Regions from separate parts of the Zea mays genome. Here regions 1 and 2 are each linked to region 3. A link is a contact called in public Hi-C data. All regions are on one chromosome and are shown on one strand. Each heading gives the region's core, a stretch centred on a gene start, on an enhancer-like site or on the middle of the called end of the contact. The rest is flanking DNA. Distances are from core to core; before and after follow the strand shown. Region 1 holds the start of LOC100382437 (putative dnaJ chaperone family protein). Region 2 holds the start of LOC103644142 (trafficking protein particle complex subunit 8). Region 3 holds the start of LOC100273403 (Putative ALA-interacting subunit 2).

Region 1 (3,090 bases), core at 59-2,558, 700 kb before region 3:
TCATAAATCTCCCGCTTTTCAGGATCACTGAGGACCTCATAAGCCTGAGCTAGCTCCTTGAACTGAAACAAAAGCATGAACTCTTAGTTTTCATCTCAATCAGAAATCAACAGCTCCATTCGACCATTTATACAGATTACAGACTTACAATCAATCATCACCGTATTCATGCAGATTGGGTAAAATGACCTATATATACATCACCACTGGTTCTAACAACACTAGTTGAATGATAACATCTGGTATAAACCATTCAAAGAATCAAATAGAACTACAAGGTTGACGAGTGACCATACTGTGTAAGAATGTGCACGTTGACATTTTTCAGAATCAGGGCATTCGTCTATGGTCCACAATTCAAATAAGTGGAGCATCTTTAGGGTCAAAGCATTCATCCAACAATTCAGGGATTCAAAACAGTGCATCAATTTTCAGAATCAGTGGATAGAGCACACTACAGTATTCAGGTCATGGAAATTGAAGTAAGCAAAGTCCCTCAGTTCCTCAAGTAAGTTTGGCAAACAATTTCACATTTTTTTCATCAAAAGCTACAACTCTGACCATTATACTATCACTAGCAAACCAACCATCTATTACAAAACAACAAACAGGTCTAACCAGACTAAAACGGTACTATATATATAGCCACTATACTAGCGGACTAAACAAGACTTTGCTTGATCAACAATCTTTTGAGTAATTAATTGTTAATTAACATACGATCAAAACCGTATAGAGCGTCAACAATCTTTTGAGTAAATAGTTGTTAATTAATATACAGATCAAAACCGCATAGAGCGAGTAATTCCAGGGGCATGAACAGCTCTAGATGTGTCTCGGTAGCAGCCATAATTCGTAACAGTTTCCATGCAACATGTACCTACTTGGCTACTTCCCCGTACGAATCCCTCCACCATCGCCAACCATTGATTAGAACCATCTAATTCCACACCTCTCAGATTCAATCAACCGCCCCTCTCCCACAACGACCGGCACCAAAAGAAATCGGCCTAGCGAACCGTTTCGACGTCGCCGGAAACATGACAACCCGCCTACTACTCCCCGCCGCGGACAGATCGGAGCTAGAGGAGGAGACCAGCACGCGCGCTCACCTTCTCGGGATCGCCGCCCTTGTCGGGGTGGTTCTTGATGGCGGCCTTGCGGTAGGCTTTCTTGAGGTCATCCTGGGACGCGTCCTTGGAGACCCCGAGGATCTCGTAGTACCGTGTGTTGTCGCTCTTCTTCGGCGCGCGCCCGAACATCTTGGAAACCCTAGCTGTTCGATCCAACGAGAAGCGTGATCTCGTGCCAGGAGAGGTTTGTGAGGAGGAGATAGAACAACGAGGGTAGTTATAGCATCGGGACTGGTGGTCGGGAGTGAATGCGCTGGAAGCTGCAAGAGGCGGGGGCGAGTGGCTCGCGGCCCGTCAGATGCGGATCGGGCGGTGTCCGCCGCAGCTTCCAGATGCTTCCGGGGCCTTCCTGTGAGGCGGACTCCAACGAGTCCCTCTCCGTGTCGGCTATAGGGTGGAGTACAAGTTGTTTGGTTCAGCTATTTTCTGACCAGCTTTTCTGAGAATCTAGCTATCGAGACAATCTGGCTGTGTAGAGAATCTGAGTATCATTAAGATTACGTGCAGAGGAAGATAAAGTTGTCCATGAGGCTCATGATCTATAAAGTGACGAATTACTACTATTGCGACGACTCAACCGATTATATGTTTATGTTGATTTTCAATGGTTTTTACCCAAACGAATTTTATAAAAGCTGGCTAAAAATCTGAGTGTTTGGCAATCCACAGTAGCTTTTGGTGGCCAGAAGCTGTGAAAAGTCGAAACAAACAGGGGCTAGAGCTCCCCGGCCGGCCCCAACGGCGCCCGCTTGGCCCTCTAGCGGGGTGAGAGGTAAATCTACTAATTGATTTGTATTTAGTGTAAAATTAGTTTTTTGAGTTTAATTGATAGATAGCAATGTGTATTAAGGTACTGTAAATATAGTAGTACTTTTTTAAAACTCTAAAAACTGAGGTATAAAATAGGAGAAGAATGGTTGAGAGGGAGTTATTTAAATATAATTAGAAAGTACTAATAAGAGGATTTGAGAGGGGGAATGGTTGGAGATAAACTAAATGGGCGTGGGGCTACTGGAGCGCGTGTTGACACGACTCGATTGCTGCGTGGGCGTGGCTGTGGTCGTCGAGTGGGGTCCCCGGGCCATGTTGGCGAGAAGTAAGGGGGTGTTTGGTTTCTAGGGACTAATTTTTAGTCTATACATTTTATTTCATTTTAGTTGCAAAATTGCTAAATATAGAAACTAAAACTCTATTCTAGTTTCTAAATTTGACAATTTATAGTCTAAAATGGAATAAAATAATGGGACTAAACATTAGTCCCTACAAACCAAACACCCCCTAAGTCATCTTATGAGGAGATCCGCATGTTCTGGAAACTAGAAAGAAGTCAAGAACCTTTTAAGTTTGGCTTAGAGATGTCAATGGCTCGATCCTCTACTCATTACAAGAAATTTGTCTATTAGAAAATAGGGATGCTGAAGTTTCTTTCTCATAGGATGTAAACGGTGAAAAGTACTCCCTCAACAGATAAACTGGAATGGGGAAAGGGGATGAGGAAGCATTCTTATCCTCATTTTCCGTGGAGACCCATTAAAATTGCACGTGACAATGTTTTCTGTAATAATTAATGATATAATAAATAAATAACTTGTCAAGAAATTGTCCAATTATATTCATTTTGATGTACACAATATTTTTTTACATCAAACAATGTGTATAAGTGACATCGTTTTGCATTAATAACAAAAGGACATACACCCTAATTATAATTTAAACGGGAACGGGGATCCCCGTGGAGGATTTATCACACGGTAAACGGGTATGAGGAAGAAATGTCCCCCGTAAGCATTCATGTGGATCCCTGCAGGGAAATATTTTCGTCGCGGGAACAGGGATGAGGAGTTATTCTCTCATGGGAAATTCTCCGTTGTCATCTCTAGTATGGTTCCATACCTCCATCCGAAGTATTACCTAGCTAAGGCCCTGTCGAAGGAGAAATCCTCTGACGGGGTGACGG
Region 2 (2,957 bases), core at 39-2,538, 550 kb before region 3:
AGCATTCAGGCCTACCATACACGTTATCATCAACCTCTACGCAAGCCTCACCAGTGGCCGCACTTCCCTGCCGCCACAACATGCACAACAATGCTGAAGTGGCAAGCAAAATGACCTTGTGTAATCAATTGAGGTCACTTTCCTACTTTATTTAGAACTTTACATAGTTCGATAGTAGTTCGACTCTAATTTTGCAATATATACTGATTTCCTAATTCTATGGCTAATCAACTAGTTTTCTGCTGCCTATCTTACTCTGCTTCCCCACCTGAAAAAAGAAATCTTTGTCGCCCTTCACCACTAATCCAATTATCAGAGAAACACAGCAATGTGAACTTCATTGGAGAGGACCTAGAAAAGTGCATTCATATATTATCATTATATATAAGCAAAGCACAGAATCTCACTTCCAAGTACATCTTCAGCCTGAGGCGGGTCTGAAAGCAAATCCGGAAGAGCCTTCTCATTGGCCTCAGAAACTACAGGCTTAATCTTCTCGTCTGCCACCTGTTCCCAAACATCGAGGTCATCAAACACCGAAGTAGCTACATACACCTAGGATAGCAACGTCAGAATGTTTGAGGATCACCTCGCAGTCCTCCTTCCGGACGTCGGACGCGTAAACCATCCGGATCTTAAACATTTGCAGCCTGTACGGAACCTCGCTCGCCGTCCGCACGGGCACTGCTCAGTCGCGGGCACAGAGACAGAACCCTCCATGAGATCACAAAACCAAAACAAACGAGAAGCAAACAAAGTACAGCACAGGGTCATCTGAAACCAAGCATTTAGAGGCCAGTTACCGTCGATTTTTTTGAAGAGCGAGAACGGGGAGAGCATGTCGACGAAGCTGAGGCCGTTCTTACGGCAGGCGGCCTCGGCGAGCGGTGTGGACAGCACCATCACCACCGGTGTGATCTCTTCGAGGAGGATCCGGCCCAGGTAGCTCCGGAGCGGATCCATAGGTCCAAAACCCTAGCGGCGCTGGTCTGAATGGCGGATGAGCCAAATTTAGCGGCGTGACTGACTCGGGTGGGAGGCGCGAGCTGGGGTTTCGATGTGGATAACCAACCTTTACTGATACCGGCGTACGCGGGGCCGCCGGAGAACGGTGATCTCCGGCGACCGCGAGCTCGGTGAGCGGTGGTGGGCGGTGGGCGGTGGTGGTGATCTGATCTGGGAGAGCGCCAGGTAGAGAAGACGACGAGTCGACGACTGGCCGTACAGCACAGCCTGCACGGTTTCCATACTTGGGCTTCAAGGGATGCTTTGTGGGCCTTGAAAGGCCATCTATACACTTAGTCTTGTTGATTTTTTTTCTAAAATGGCGTTTGGTTTGCTTGAGATTTTTGAAATCTCATTTTGCACAAAATCCAATGTACTATTCTAGAATTCAGCTGAAACTAGATTTTATCGATATAGATTTTACATTTACATTCGAACACACTACTCTAGGAATAATATCCAATGTGTTTGATTTATTATGAGATATTTTTTATTTGGACTAAAAAATCTCATGAGAACCAAATAGGCTCATAATTTTATGATCCAAGCAGCTCGTTTATTAAAAAATGGCGACAGTTTTTATTGTTCTAATCGCATAAGTGGCTAACCCAGAGAAGGTATCACGTTTTGGCTCAATATAGTGTATAAGATGATTTCAAAAATGCTAGTTAAGGTCATTGTCGATACATACTTTTATCGAGCTGTGTTCAAGGTTTGCCACGTCAATATTTATTTAGATAACGATATATTAAAAATATCATCCACATAGAACTCTCTGTTTATCATTTCCTAGAAAACTCTCTCTTATCTTTCTTCGTTAAAATACATATCATATCATTATGCTTCCATATATGACATGCATTTAATGAGAATGAAACTCTCATAAAATTCCCGAATGGCCTAATAGATTAAAAGCTACCTTTCCTGACATTATTAGTGAGCATCAAAGCGCTTTTGTACATGTCCGTTTAATCATAGGCTCATAGCTAGGGATGATAATAGGCTCTAAATTTTATACTATAAAATTTAAGGATCGGATCCAAATAAGATCGGACTCTATTTCTATTTATTTTTGAATTAAAACTAATTTAGTGCTCTAAAGGATTATGAAGAAATATTTGGATCGTGATCCATTACCACCTCTAATCACATATCCTCTTGGAATATGAATATGTGCATACTATAAAAATGAAGAAAGGAAAAAGTGGAGTATGTGTTGTCAAGCAGGGCTAGTCCGAGCAATAAGGTGGTTGGGTGAGAGAGAAATAGAGGCCATGTATCTAATATTATATATGTGCAATATTTTTTTCCTTACAAAAGCTATTAAATGGCATCGATTGTTTATGTTGGACCTGGCATACGTTGCTCCATGTGTCGTTTGAACTCTCCTCGTCATTGTTCCTTTTTATGTCTTTGTATTGTGGGATCTATATGTCAACACTACTTTTCAGATATTGGGAGGTGCGCGTGAATTTCTAATGTATGTTTCATTTCCTTCCTCTTTTACAACTTCTCTAGTCTTCCTCTTGGTGTTGTTATTTCATAGTGACATGTGACTAGCAATTTCTAGTGTTTGATAATGTTTGTTGCTTCTGCTACCTTGGCCTCCTAGTAAATCTTCGTTGTTAAGTTTGTTTTCATGTTTTATTTGATTATCTAGATTTTGGCATTGGTTGGAGCACGGAGGATCCATGACATTGTTTTGTGTTATTTGATGTGAGTATCGGTTAACTGATGATTAGATTCATGACGGTTTTATCTTGTTTCGTATGTTTTAACCATAGTCATGCATTAAATTTGTTGTGCAAGGTATGCTAGCTTGCCCCTAACCACTGTTGCGACATTGGGCTAGCTTTGGATCTGCATGATTTTGGTTTTGAGTTGTTTCATCTAGCAGCTAGCTGGTTTGTATGTATTTTGCCCTAAGCTTGTGTTTCTGCTAAATGACGCCA
Region 3 (3,193 bases), core at 639-3,138:
CCAGGGATGGGGAATAGTATTAATAGGCTTAGTAGCTGGGCCAGGCCCATTACAGTGAGGGGTAAAACGGTAATTACATGGGGAACACCCCAAACCCTAGACGGGTAGTCTAACAACAATCACATAACGATCTACCTTCGCTTCCAGAGTACAGTTCTTAGAAATCGAGCTGTCCTTAATATAAGCTTGCCTATTTCCTCTGTAAGCATCAGGCACACAGTCAACATCATAGCGGTAGATGATTTCTGCAATCTGAACCGGAATAATGAGCACATCAGTTATACCTTGCGGTATAAAGATTAAAGGAAACATCAGTATCTACCAGAGGGAGCAGAACAATACATGATTTGAAGTTTGGAGACAAAGAAGCCCGAAAGGTATGAAAATTATTCCGATAATCAAGAACATTGCTATTATCTGAAAACAGTGAAGTAAAATATCATCATTTGAACTGCATATGAAACAGTCTATATGCCAAACCTGTCGATAGGATCAGAGCAAACTTACACATCCAGGTGTCATTGCTGGCTTCCAAGCTGGGAGGTTCTGCTGGGTGAACCTATAGAAAACTGCAAAACTAACAAACTTTTCAAAAATGGAAAAAAAGAATTGTCAACTCTATGGAGTACTAAACTAGAACAGTACTGCAACGCACAACAATGATAGGAAAATACAGATAATCTGAATTCTCAAAGTTTGTAAAAGAAATCCACCAAATAATCTTCTTATGTCCAGATTCAGTAGTTGCCAATAAAGGAAACACAAGTTAATACAACAAAATCTGCCTGTGGTTGCATCAGTATTGTGTTTCACATGATTCTAAAAAATGATGATACAGATCGCGAGTCCAGATGGTGACTAAGGGTGTGTTTAGTTTCTATGGACTAATTTTTAGTCCCTCCATTTTATTTCATTTTAGTCCCTAAATTACCAAATACGGAAACTTAAATTTATGGACTAATTTTTAGTCCCACCATTTTATTCCATTTTAGTCCCTAAATTGCCAAACACGGAAACTAAACGTATTTGACAATTTAGGGACTAAAATGAAATAAAATGGAGGGACTAAAAATTAGTCCCTATAAAACAAACACCCCCTAACTTTATGCCCACCATGATTATTAGCTAAAAGTTCATTTATTGTTAGGTCCCGTTTGGTTACTTTAGTCCAGTGACTAAAATTTAGTTAGGAGACTTCTACGGACTAAAATTATTTAAAACACATTAAATGAATCATAAGAGGACTAAAATACCACTTAGCATTCTTCCGCAATTAGTACAACTGATAAAACAAGGGCAAAAACTGGAATTTATATGGTTTAGTCCTTTTTGGTCACCCCTTGAGGGACTAGAGACTAAAACAGTTTAATCACTATTTTAGTCCCAGCGTTTGCCAATTTAGGGACTAAATGGGACTGAAATGGAGCATTAGTCCCTTATACCAAACGGGGCCTTATAAAGACTCACCAAATGTAACCTTACATTAGCATAGCATGCACACACCTCAAATGCTGTTCAGATAAATGGATTGTAATTGTAAGCAAGCAACCTCCGTAACATGTAAGACCAAATCAACAATGCGAACTGCAATTTTACGCTCGAATTAAGCGTTTATGCAATCCCACGATCGCGCGAGCTACTAACCCTAGCATCTGAGGGCTGAGGCTACTATCTCCCGCAGACCACACCGCTCCTGAGCGTGGAAACCTAGACGCGACGCGACCGAATCGAAGCCAGCCCAGCCATCAGATCGTGACTCACCTCCCGATCTCGCAGGCACGAAGCCGCGCCTCGTCGCGGCGCCGGACGCGGAGGTGCTCGCTTCGTCCATCTTCTCCCGCCACGAGCTCGGTCGCCGCACAGGCCCTCGTCAGCGGCTCGCCGGAGCCCGTGCTCCGCAGTCCGACCCGCCGGGGGATCCGACCGCAGAAGAAGAGTGGAGAGTCCACTTGCTGCTCGATGAAAAGGAGCCCATGGGCCCACTAAATCTTGAGGGCCTATCTAATTCACGTGGGCCTTATGGGCCCAACTCCCGGGGGCGCTCGAATTGACGGCGTGAGATGGATACTAACGGTGACTAACGGTCGATGTAACGGCCGCATCAATGCGCCGCCCGGCGCGTCGCGATCGGGGGAATCTTTTCCCCATTTCGTTTCGCCCAGGAGCGACAGGCGCGGGCGCCACGGAGTGTGTGTGAGAGAGAGATAGAGAGAGAGGGAGATGCGAGAGGAGGTGAGGAGCTCGTCGGGGGCGGTGGCAGAAACGCCGATGGCCGTCGCCCGGTCCTCGTCGCCGCCGCACACCCCGGTAGCCAGGTACGGTGGCGGTCGCGCCTCGGGACCTCTCTACTTTTGGTTGTAGATTCTCAGCTGTAGGCGCTGTTGCTTGGTTAGGGAATCGGGGTCTCAGTGCTCGGATTGGTGGCGAGGGTGTTGGTTCTGCGTAAGAAAGGTAGATTTTACTTCGTCCAAAAGACCTATTGTAGGATTCGAGGTAGGATTTGCCGAGGCGGTGGCTCAAATTCGATTATGGAATTTTGATTGGACTCTAGGACACTCCTTTGTAGGGGAAAGCATGAGATATTTGATGGCCAACATCAGTTATACGTCCATGGTCGGCGAAAATCAAGTGTAGCTGGCTGAGCTTTACTTCTCCTTTTGGCTGCAAAACGCCAGGATTTGAGTTGCTAGATTGGTTCCTGCTGCTGTATAGTGTTACAGATTAATGAACGGTAACAATGAATGACATAATTCTGCGATTAGAGCTTACACGTGTTTGCCACCAAATATTATGATTAGGGGGACATGCTACATTTGTGCTGACTTCATGCTATTATATTCTAATGCTGGTTTGGTCACAGTGCAGCAATTGAGATTTGAGAAGGATTGCAGTTTGCAAAAATCAGTGGAGAATGTGGCACATTTGATGGTGTGGAGACTGGTAGCATAGGATTGACTATTGAGCCACTGGAGCTCATGGTAGCCTTGTTAACTATAGATCTAGGTAGCTTATTCTCAATTCATTTTTTGATGTTAGATCTGAACATGGTGCTATAGTTTCTATGCTTGAATGCTAAAACCTGAAAACAGTTATTTTATTTGGATGACAAGCTAACTTGTCACGGCTGGTACCATGCCAACGGCGCGAACAAATCTACAGCTGGCGTATACATATTTGGTGTTGGTATGTCATA

The links. A called contact is a pair of places that touch in the nucleus more often than the background predicts.
Region 1: a contact with region 3 is called in a Hi-C map of ear, with 2.9 times the contacts expected there. The contact joins the promoter of LOC100382437 here to the promoter of LOC100273403 in region 3. A contact is called at or near these places in 2 of 25 Hi-C or Micro-C datasets (ear and tassel).
Region 2: a contact with region 3 is called in a Hi-C map of tassel, with 2.4 times the contacts expected there. The contact joins the promoter of LOC103644142 here to the promoter of LOC100273403 in region 3. A contact is called at or near these places in 5 of 25 Hi-C or Micro-C datasets (ear, leaf, leaf mesophyll and 1 more).

The regions. Positions count from the first base shown.
Region 1 is chr1:292,713,422-292,716,511 of Zm-B73-REFERENCE-NAM-5.0, reverse strand. It overlaps LOC100382437 (putative dnaJ chaperone family protein), which reads right to left and starts at 1,308. Exons shown (of 6, transcript NM_001175179.1): 1 at 1,113-1,308; 2 at 1-62. The coding sequence starts at 1,262.
Region 2 is chr1:292,556,969-292,559,925 of Zm-B73-REFERENCE-NAM-5.0, reverse strand. LOC103644142 (trafficking protein particle complex subunit 8) reads right to left here and starts at 1,288. Exons shown (of 29, transcript XM_008667340.4): 1 at 1,073-1,288; 2 at 804-989; 3 at 590-684; 4 at 408-507. The coding sequence starts at 963.
Region 3 is chr1:292,009,603-292,012,795 of Zm-B73-REFERENCE-NAM-5.0, reverse strand. LOC100273403 (Putative ALA-interacting subunit 2) reads right to left here and starts at 1,888. Exons shown (of 8, transcript NM_001147840.1): 1 at 1,762-1,888; 2 at 508-569; 3 at 343-417; 4 at 136-252. The coding sequence starts at 1,831. LOC103644136 reads left to right here and starts at 2,151. Exons shown (of 7, transcript NM_001346920.1): 1 at 2,151-2,315. The coding sequence starts at 2,221.